Regions from separate parts of the Sus scrofa genome. Here regions 2 and 3 are each linked to region 1. A link is a contact called in public Hi-C and promoter capture Hi-C data. All regions are on one chromosome and are shown on one strand. Each heading gives the region's core, a stretch centred on a gene start, on an enhancer-like site or on the middle of the called end of the contact. The rest is flanking DNA. Distances are from core to core; before and after follow the strand shown. Region 1 overlaps LOC110260299 (a long non-coding RNA gene). Region 2 holds the start of ATP1B1 (ATPase, Na+/K+ transporting, beta 1 polypeptide). Region 3 overlaps NME7 (nucleoside diphosphate kinase 7).

Evidence for each region. Promoter capture Hi-C pulls out the DNA fragments that hold promoters and counts their contacts. Hi-C and Micro-C count contacts between places; a contact is called where the count stands out from the background.
Region 2: a promoter capture Hi-C map of liver shows a contact between it and region 1, with 11 times the contacts expected there. The contact joins the promoter of ATP1B1 here to the enhancer-like site in region 1. A contact is called at or near these places in 2 of 5 promoter capture datasets (fetal liver and liver), 6 of 47 Hi-C or Micro-C datasets (liver, psoas muscle and skeletal muscle) and 2 of 2 datasets of contacts at active chromatin or transcription factors (alveolar macrophages and skeletal muscle).
Region 3: a Hi-C map of liver shows a contact between it and region 1, with 2.5 times the contacts expected there. The contact joins two enhancer-like sites. A contact is called at or near these places in 5 of 47 Hi-C or Micro-C datasets (liver, psoas muscle and skeletal muscle) and 2 of 2 datasets of contacts at active chromatin or transcription factors (alveolar macrophages and skeletal muscle).

The regions. Positions count from the first base shown.
Region 1 is chr4:82,127,782-82,130,665 of Sscrofa11.1, forward strand. The region is part of intron 1 of LOC110260299 (a long non-coding RNA gene); the gene reads left to right. It also overlaps the pseudogene LOC106510108. Among named protein-coding and RNA genes, the nearest start is that of DPT, 160 kb to the right of the region's middle. Within about 2 kb of position 1,525, at least 7 of the 83 cell types and tissues checked have an H3K27ac peak or open chromatin away from gene starts, as enhancers often do. A contact at or near this core is called in liver, where this site is marked.
Region 2 is chr4:81,935,305-81,938,427 of Sscrofa11.1, forward strand. ATP1B1 (ATPase, Na+/K+ transporting, beta 1 polypeptide) reads right to left here and starts at 1,711. Exons shown (of 6, transcript NM_001001542.1): 1 at 1,486-1,711. The coding sequence starts at 1,582.
Region 3 is chr4:81,909,807-81,912,900 of Sscrofa11.1, forward strand. NME7 (nucleoside diphosphate kinase 7) reads left to right here. Exons shown (of 13, transcript XM_021089439.1): 13 at 1,657-2,470. The coding sequence ends at 1,689. ATP1B1 (ATPase, Na+/K+ transporting, beta 1 polypeptide) reads right to left here. Exons shown (of 6, transcript NM_001001542.1): 6 at 2,737-3,094. The coding sequence ends at 2,931. Among named protein-coding and RNA genes, the nearest start is that of ATP1B1, 26 kb to the right of the region's middle. Within about 2 kb of position 1,570, at least 2 of the 83 cell types and tissues checked have an H3K27ac peak or open chromatin away from gene starts, as enhancers often do. A contact at or near this core is called in liver, where this site is marked.

The DNA of each region.
Region 1 (2,884 bases), core at 275-2,774:
AATTATTCTTTTGAGTAATGGCTTTGTGTCCTTTGGTGGAGGCAAACAATAGCCAAATTGCAATAAACTATTTGTGTAAATGATGGTAGGATTTTTTTTGAAGTGGTTATTTTTAACTTTTAGTTTTTGAAAAGAGCACATTAAGAAGATTGTCTAAAATGGGGACCTTGTGCTCAACTGAACTGAAAAATCTATCCAACTGAATAATGGTTTCTTTAAAATCATGTCAAAACTCTTACCCTTTCTCCTTTTCAGAGTGCCCAGGATCCAAAGTGCTTTTGGCAAGGGCCCCAGAAGTGGATGCTGAAGGAGGGGCCAAGGTCAAGTGTGTCAAATCATGTCCTTTCTAGGCTACCTCCTGGGCTGCCAGCATTCAGTGGGACCTTCTTTGAATACGGGAGCAATTTGATATATTATTCAGCAAACAATATAATAGAATGTACAAATGAGCAGTACTTTCCTCTCCATTATAAGAGTTGCTGGGTAACTGTTTTCTCTTTTGCACGTAAACATAGTGTCAACACAGTTTGGGTGAATTTACTTAAGTAATTAATGGTGCATCTTAACAAAGCCATACTTCTGCTTATAATCCCCATATAGACCACTTAGCTTTCTTTTTTCTGTACTGACTGCTTGCACTCCCAAATCTCGCAAATCTAGGGCCTTGATCACCAGGCTGCCGTTGAGAGGCTCTTGGTGGGTAAGTTTATCTGTCTACCCAATGGTGACTCTTTGTTTGAATAGGAATAGTGCATTTCTTCGGAAATAATTTCAGTGTTCCTCTGAACCTCTGCCAAGTGTACTGAAATTGTCGCCCTAACTGAAATGCAAAATGCACAATATTCTATGCCTACAACCCCGAGTCAGTAATTGCACACATAACCTTGAAAGTGCATTGATTGCAAAGGCCTTTATTGTTCGTGGAACCCTGCCACCTGGGGAGGGGACTTTGAACTTTAAGAGCACAGGAACTGTTTGGTCCCTGGAGTACCTTGTTTCGAAATCTGGCTGAACCTCTTTGTTAGCTATGAAAACTTGGGCAAGTCTTCACTTTTTTAATGCTTCATATTCATCATCTAGAATATGAGATAAGCAGTCAGTAAGTGTTAAGTACAAAACAAGAAAATCCGTGTAAAAGCCCTCAGCAGTATCTTGTAAATAACAAATACTCAAATAAGTGTTAATGCTTATAAACACATTAACTTCCATCTTAGGGAAGGGAAAATGAGGATGTAGTAGGTGAAATAATTTATCAAATGATTTGCCAGGTCTGGGTTCATGAAATATTGAAATAGATTCTGCGCAAAAGTTAACTTTCTGCTTATGGAGAGGTAGTTGAGATCATTGGTTAAACAACACATTTAATGTATGAGGAAGAAATGGAAAAGAAGAGCCAGAATGATTACATTTTCATTTTTATTTTAAAATTTTTGGCAAGAATCACCTCACCAACCAGTCTGCATGGTTTTCTTTGGCAGCAGAACACAGTTAAAGGTTCCTTGGCTCACAACAGATCATTGACCAATTAGATGATCATGGTGAGTAACTTACTGGCTCTGAACCAGTTTTTCCATTGCAAAAAAGGGATGAGAGATCTTAGTTCATTGGATTCTCACGAGGAATGTGTAAGATAATACATGTGAAGGTACTTCCTAATCCATAAAATACTTGAAAAATTATTACTATTTGTGGCCGAAGGGTTTAATAATAAATTTACATAATTCCTTGAAAACCATTTAAGGAGTGAATGCTGACAGAAAGAGTAGGCCCAGCTCTTCTTTTTCTGGATCTATGTTATTGATACCCTGCTGGACACCAGATGAAGTAAGCCTGTTCTAAAGTCTCTCTCATGGCATGTCCACAATTCTGCTCCCTGCCCTCACTGACCACATATGACAGAAGTACTAATAGGCTGAGGAAGGACGAAATCCTCCCTTTGAGTATCTTGTTTCTTTTTCGGGGAAAGAGTCCCTCTCCTCAAAGAACTGAAATCCATTTCTTGATATGGAAGTTATTGGAAAAAATTATTTGCAAAGAAAATCTTACTAAAAAACAAAAACAAACAACTACCCAAAACCCACAAACAAAAAAATCCCACTGAATCAGATGGCGTTATTTCTTCAGATTCATTAGTTGGAAAAGAGCTGCCTCTCTTTAGGCACTGTGGGTGAGGGTCCTCCAAGCATTTATTTGTGATAATGGGTGAAGCTGGGTCACTCGACTTTAGCTGGAAAGGATCCTCCATCTACAGTTGGAATGTTCCTCTTTTGAAAATGAGAAAACTGAAGCCTGGAGTATGTTAAAACTCCCATTTTCATATCCAGTTTTATGTCTTGCCATATCCAAGTTTTTATTTTGTATTTTAGCCATGCAACATTTATTATTTTAGTCTCTGCAGTGCTCTGTGTATGTATGCTTCTACCTCGGGGCGTTTGCACATGTTATTTTTATGTCTTGAACAAATCTCTCTCTTTCTCTACCCCTCCCTCTTTATACCATTTCGTGTGTCTATAGCCTACCCCACAGTGATTGATATTATAGCACTTGTAATTTATCCATCCGTCTGTCTCCTTCACCAGACTGTGCATCTAAAGAGAAGGACCATTTCACCACTTAATAATCCCCAATGTATTCCTTTTGCTCTGCCAAGTTCTTGGTTTATTTTAAATGTTCAACAAGTACTTGTGGAATGAAAACATAAATGAAGATGTGCTAATACTTTTATTTTTAACGTTTTAATCTCCTTTGGATATTTTTGTAACCTTCAAGGGTGTAAAATCCTTATATGGTATGTAAGGGCCTAGGGTTTTTAAGCTCTCAGTCAATGATAAAATGAAACAACTAGGGCTTCTTATTAAATCTGAGCAAAGACGTAGTCATAGGC
Region 2 (3,123 bases), core at 461-2,960, 190 kb before region 1:
TTGCTAGGAGATGGCCCAGGCCAGGAGCTGTTCACCCTATACACACCCAGTGTTCTTCAGGCTTTCCCTTCCACATTAAGAAACACAGAGAGCTATACTTAATGCATGAGAACTATGGCAGTAAGCCCACTGAAGGATGGAGATTTCCCAAAATAAAATAAAATACAAGCTAAAAGCCATCACTTTAAAGACCTACATTTAACATGGCTCAGGGATATCTATTCTTCCCAACATAGGTATGGGATGAGGTTTCACCTTGACTAACCTTGAAGTGTGATGCATTATTAACCCTTCACTTTTTAATCAAGAGACACACTACAGGGTGCATTTTTTTTTCCTCTACAGAAAATCATATATTCTAGCTTCTTCCATTTCAAAATGTCAGCCAAGCAATATTTCCCTGACTCATTCTCCTGCCCATGCTCACAGATCCTCCCAATCAGGAACACCACATCAGCACCTACCCAGGGCTCCCTTAGTGGCTGCAGTGGTGGTGCTAGTGGTGCAGATGATGATGATGGTGATGATGATATTAGAGAAGGGGGGGCAGTGATGCAGGAGGGGGGAGTTCCCTCCCTCTCTCTCTCTCTTCCGCAGTCACGACTCTTACAGATTTGCCTACAACTGCCCTTCAAAATGACCTTTTAAAAAAAGTCACCCTTCCTGTGTAGAGAGGTGGAAGACAAGTAAGCAATATAATTTTCAATGGGGAGGGGGTCTATTTAGCCAAGCAACAGGCTGCCCCAAATCGTATCAGATGACCTGCCTCTGCCTTTGTGCCATTTATTTCACACTAACCCTTCATCGTACCCGGTTCTGCATCTGGCTCTGTAGACACTGACAACAACCCGATTTTGCCATGTTTTGGGGCCAAGGCTCAGAAACGGAGTCCTGACATGGAGCTTCCTGGGTCATTCCTGGGCTGTGATGACTCCACGGCAGTTCACTGGAGGAAACTCTGGGCATCGCTACGAAATACTGCAGTGTGTATGGATTCTGCCATCACTACCGCTCCCCGCACCCCCACCCCACCCCCGCCCGCCGCCGGCCTTTGGAGGTACATATTTAGACTAGAAAAAAAAGGTGCTTTAACACACAACCTCGCCTGCATTCGGTCCGATTACCCTCAGGCTGTTCTTTCAGAGCCTCAAATCTTATTTTTTAGGACCTGACTACAAGAAGAGACATATCTAGTCTCCCACAGCCCGACCATGCCCAGGACCGAAGGGCTCAAGCGATGTCATATAAACTGCAAGTTCCCAAGACCGCTACAATATACGTAACCCTCTGCTTGCCCGCGCCTATCCAGGGATTCTGAATTCCATACAGGACAGCAAGCCCAGGCCCGCGCGATCGTAGCAGTGCTCACCACCCGACCCTCCGCCCTTGCCAGCGCGGAGCGCGCGGTGCGGTCCGCAGAGCCTGCCCGGGGGATGAGCCGAAAGGCAAGGCGCTGGGGGCGAGAGCTGCGAAACCCATACTTACACCAACTGCCACCGGTCCTGCCCAAAAACTCCTTCTTTTCGGAGTTCCAGATGAATTTCTTCCAGCTGCCCTCCTCCTTGGCTTTTCCGCGGGCCATGGTGGCGGGTCAGCAGCTGCTGCGGGGATTGAAGATGGGTGATTGCCGCGTGCGCTCTTGCGTCCTCTCCTGCCGATCAGTGTCCCCTGCCTGGCTCTCCGCAGGCTGCACCCGCCGCTGCCGCTGCGGCTTTCAGAGTGCCAGACGCGCGGTGGAGGAGCAGAGTCAGGAGCGGGAGGAGGGGGAGGCGGCGGCGGCGGGGGCGGAGGGAGGAGGGAGGGACCGCGCAGGCTGGGCGTCTCCGAGCCCCGCACCTATTGGTGGGCGCACGACCGCTCACTGGCCCTCTTTGGTCCGCCACGCGCTCCCCTTGCCCTTGGGGATTCGGGGGCTCCACAAACCCGCAGCTGCCACTCCAGCTGCCACCGAGGACGCGTGCTCGGCCCCCGCCTCCTGTGACCTCTGCAGAGACAGGCAGGGGACAAGGAAAAGTCAAAGGGAAGGACGAACAAATGGACTGCGGGCCCAGGCTACAGCCACCCGCCACGAGCCGAGAAATTGGCTGAGGGCGCACGCCCTACCTTTACTATATACCGCGCCGTGGCGACGGGGCGCCCCGCCCACTAGCGACCCGGCGGGCCAATAGCCGGCGTGGAGGGGGCGGGGCCTGGGGCCCGAGGGGGCGGGCGCGGGGTTGGCACAAAGGAGCTGCGGTAGCGGCGTGAGGGGCGGTCTAGGGAGCCAGGGAGCGGGGGCGCGGGGAGGGGCGGAGAGAACTGTGAGTGGCGAGGCCGCAGCACCTAACAGCCCCCTCCTCGCGTTGGGCTGTGCACGAACCCGCCTTTTCCGTAGTGAGGTGACCCGCACCTGCCTTGCCTGGCGCCCCGCAGACCCTTCGGGACCCCAGCCCGGCTGTCCCGATCCAGTCAGTCCCTCTCGTGCACTCTCAGCCTCTCTTCTCCGCACTTCCACTTCTCCTAGGCCCTAGCTGGGTGGGGGTAGGTCACTCCGGGACGCCTGAGAATCAGGGACTCTGCCCAGCTCCGCCCCGCCTCTCTGCTGCTGCACCTGCCACCCCCTCCGGTCTCCCCGCCACTGCGGTTGCAGTTCCGGCCCGTCCCTCTCCTTCCAGGCCAGCCCAGCCAGCAGCCCTGGCTCCTGACTGCCGGGCTATGCTCCTTGTGGGCGGCCTGAACCACCTCAAGCAGGATAATTGCCAAACCCACCCAGGGCGGCAAGCCGGATCCGGGGTTTGAAAGGGGTAGGAGGTGTTGGAGGCCGACCAGCCGGCCCCCAGTGGGTCGCTCCTTCAGAAACCAGTCGCATTGCCTGGCGGCTCACACCAGTCTAGACCCCGGCGGCGACAATGTTTGCACGTGACCTAGCCACCAATGACTCCCCTTGGCGTCGAATCCCAGGCTGGTGTTCTCAGGGACGGGTTTTCACGCCCCTTGGGTGGGTACCGACCACTTTGTTCTTCTCTAAAAGACCTGGGGCCAAAAAGGATCTGGAAAGCCTAGTATAAATCGCGAGAAGGTGCAGGCAATCCTTGGCATCCTTTATCCCTCCCCCTTCTTTATCCCCTGTGCATCAACAGCCAA
Region 3 (3,094 bases), core at 320-2,819, 220 kb before region 1:
CAAAGTGAATCAGTTATTCATATACATATATCCATTCTTTTGTAGATTCTTTTACCATATAGGTTATTACTGAATATTGAGTAGTGTTCCCTGTGCTATACAGTAGGTCCTTGTTGTCTGTTCTATGTATAATAATGTGTATATATTATCCCAAACTCCTAATTTACCTCCCCCAAACCTTCCCCCTTTGGTAATCATAAGTTTGTTTTCAAAGTCTGAGTCTGATACTGTCTTGTAAATTTTGAGTTCACTTATATCACTTTTTTATTTTTATTTTATTTATTTTTTTGTCTTTTTGCCATTTCGTGGGCCGCTCCTGAGGCATATGGAGGTTCCCGGGCTAGGAGTCGTATCGGAGCTATAGCTGCCAGCCTACGCCAGAGCCACAGCAACGCAGGATCCGAGCCGTGTCTGCAACCTACACCACAGCTCACGGCAACGCCGGATCGTTAACCCACTGAGCAAGGGCAGGGACCGAACCCGCCACCTCATGGTTCCTAGTCGGATTCGTTAACCACTGCTCCATGACGGGAACTCTCACTTTTTTAGATTCCAGATGTAAATGATATCATATATTTGTCTTTGACTGACTTCACTTAGTATGAGAATCTCTAGGTCCACCCATTTTGCTGCAGATGGCATTTTTTTTTTTTTATGGCTGAATAATATTGTTTTATATACCACATCTTCTTTATCCAGTCCTCTGTTGGTGGACATTTAGGTTGCTTCCATGTCTTGGCTATTATATACAGTACTGTTATGAACATAGGAGTGTATGTATCTTTTCAAATTATAGTTTTATGTGGATATACGCCCAGGAGCGTGATTGCTGGATCCTAGCAATTCTTAGTTTGAGGAACCTCTGTACTGCTTGCCACAGTGACTCCATCAATATACGTTCCCACCAACAGTGTAGGAAGGTTCCCTTTTCTCCACACCCTTTCCAGCATTTGTGATTTACAGACTTTTTAATTAGGGTCATTCTGACAGGTGTGAGGTGATATCACATTGTAGTTTTAATTTTCATCTAATAATTAGCAATGTTGAGCATCTTTTCATGTGCCTATTGACCATCTGTATGTCTAAATAGACATTTCTTCTGCCTATTTTCTTTTTTCTTGCTTTTTAAGGCCACATCTGTGGCATGTGGAAGTTCCCAGGCTAGGGGTCAAATCAGAGCTGCTGTCGCTGACCTACACCACAGCCACAGCAACGCAGGATCCTTAACCCACTAAACAAGGGCAGGGATCGAATCTGCGTCCTCATGGATCCTAGCCAGGTTTGCAACCCACTAGCGCTACAACGGGAACCCCATTCTGCCCATTTTCTGATTACTAACCTCACTTCTTTTATAAACAGAATTATTAACAACTTTGACATGATTTTTTTTAATAGCCATATCTCATGAAGGACTAGCAGGAACCAAAATTTCATGTTTTCTAAACTGAGTATTGCTGAAAAATAGTTCTAAACTTGAACTTTAAAACTTCATTGATTGAATCTCTGCCTCCGATTAACCTAGCTGTCCCTTGGGGGAGGGGCGTGTGCACTTTGGTGTTCCAGTGTCCAGAGTCCTCGCCCTGCTCTTGGCCTCCGTTGGGTGGAAAAGGCCAAACTTCCATATGAACTAATGAAATCAATGTGTTTGTCTTTCAGGTTCAGTATTTCTTCAAGATCTTGGATAACTAGCAGTAGAGAAAGAAGTCACAGGTTGGGACATTTAGACAAGAGTGAATCATTCACATGAGAAATGTGTTCATTCTTTTATTGTCCATTGTTTTAACCTGACTGAATACAAGATCAACAAGAGCACTGTACTCCTGGCAATTATGACATATGTTAGAACATGGATTTTGCACTGTAGACAACATTTAACACCAGTCTATGGGGTACTGCATTGCTTTTTATAAAGTCCAAAATAAAGATTTTTTTTTTTTTCAAACAAGTGACTTTGGTTTATTTCATACATTACACTTTTTCTTGCAGAAAAAAATAAAATTGTACAACTGCATAAATATAAAATTCTTCCACCATGAAAATGGTTAAAACATTCATAAAGACACAGCACCAGCATGTGATGCCTCCAGAGAAAGGAAAAAAGGAAAGTGAAAGAAAATGTACAAAGCAAATTAATCCACCCTATCACTAGCCAAAGTGACGGGTGCTCCAGATCTCATACACAGCTTCGAACGGACTGGAGGACAGGGGAAAAGAAGTCAAGACAGCATTCAGTACAAAGCACAACACAACCCATCACCTTTTTGAGATTTTCTGTAGTGTCACTTAAAATTTAAAGGGCAGTTCCCCCATGACAGCCCAGCCCACCCCCCCCCCCCACCTAGACCCAGGGAAAAAAGAAAATAATGAAGACCTAACACCACAGGAAAAGACTATATGGAGTGTGTTAAAAATGCTCATTGATGGGCCATTATTTTTGAAAGAGCCAAACTCAAAAAGAAAAAAAAAAAAAGTACCATGCCAGTTTTATTCCCATTGAATATTTACACCTTGGACAGCAAACCTTGCTCACATAAAGTAGAAAACAGATACGATAAAACATGGCTTGAAAAATGACCAAAGTGTGCACCTATAGTACTGTACACTAAATAAAATACACAAGGCAGCAATACTTAGGGGCCAGAAACACTGCTTACTACAAGTCAGTTATGGAATCATAATTTACAGTAAAAATGGGCACGTCCCAAGGCTCGATTTTTATTTTTCTTTTGTCATTTACAGTAGAATAAATATTTTGTTGCTATTGCTACACTTTAAATTTACATTCTAACCTATTAAATGCAGAAAGCTAGTGTAAAGCATATAGATTAAGTGTAGGTCCCATACGTATGACAGTTTGTTCAAGACTAGTAGGTTTTTTGTTTCTGAATCTTTTTAAACTCTTTAAATGGCTAGTGGGAAAGAGCTTGTGATCAGCTCTTAACTTCAATTTTTACATCAAAGCGTCCCTGAAAACGGTCTTTCTCACTGTACCCAATGTTCTCACCATACGCCTTACACTCTATGCGGATTTCAGTGTCCATGGTGAGGTTGGTGAACTGCACAGCCATCAGGGGCTGCAGGTACTTGGGCTGCA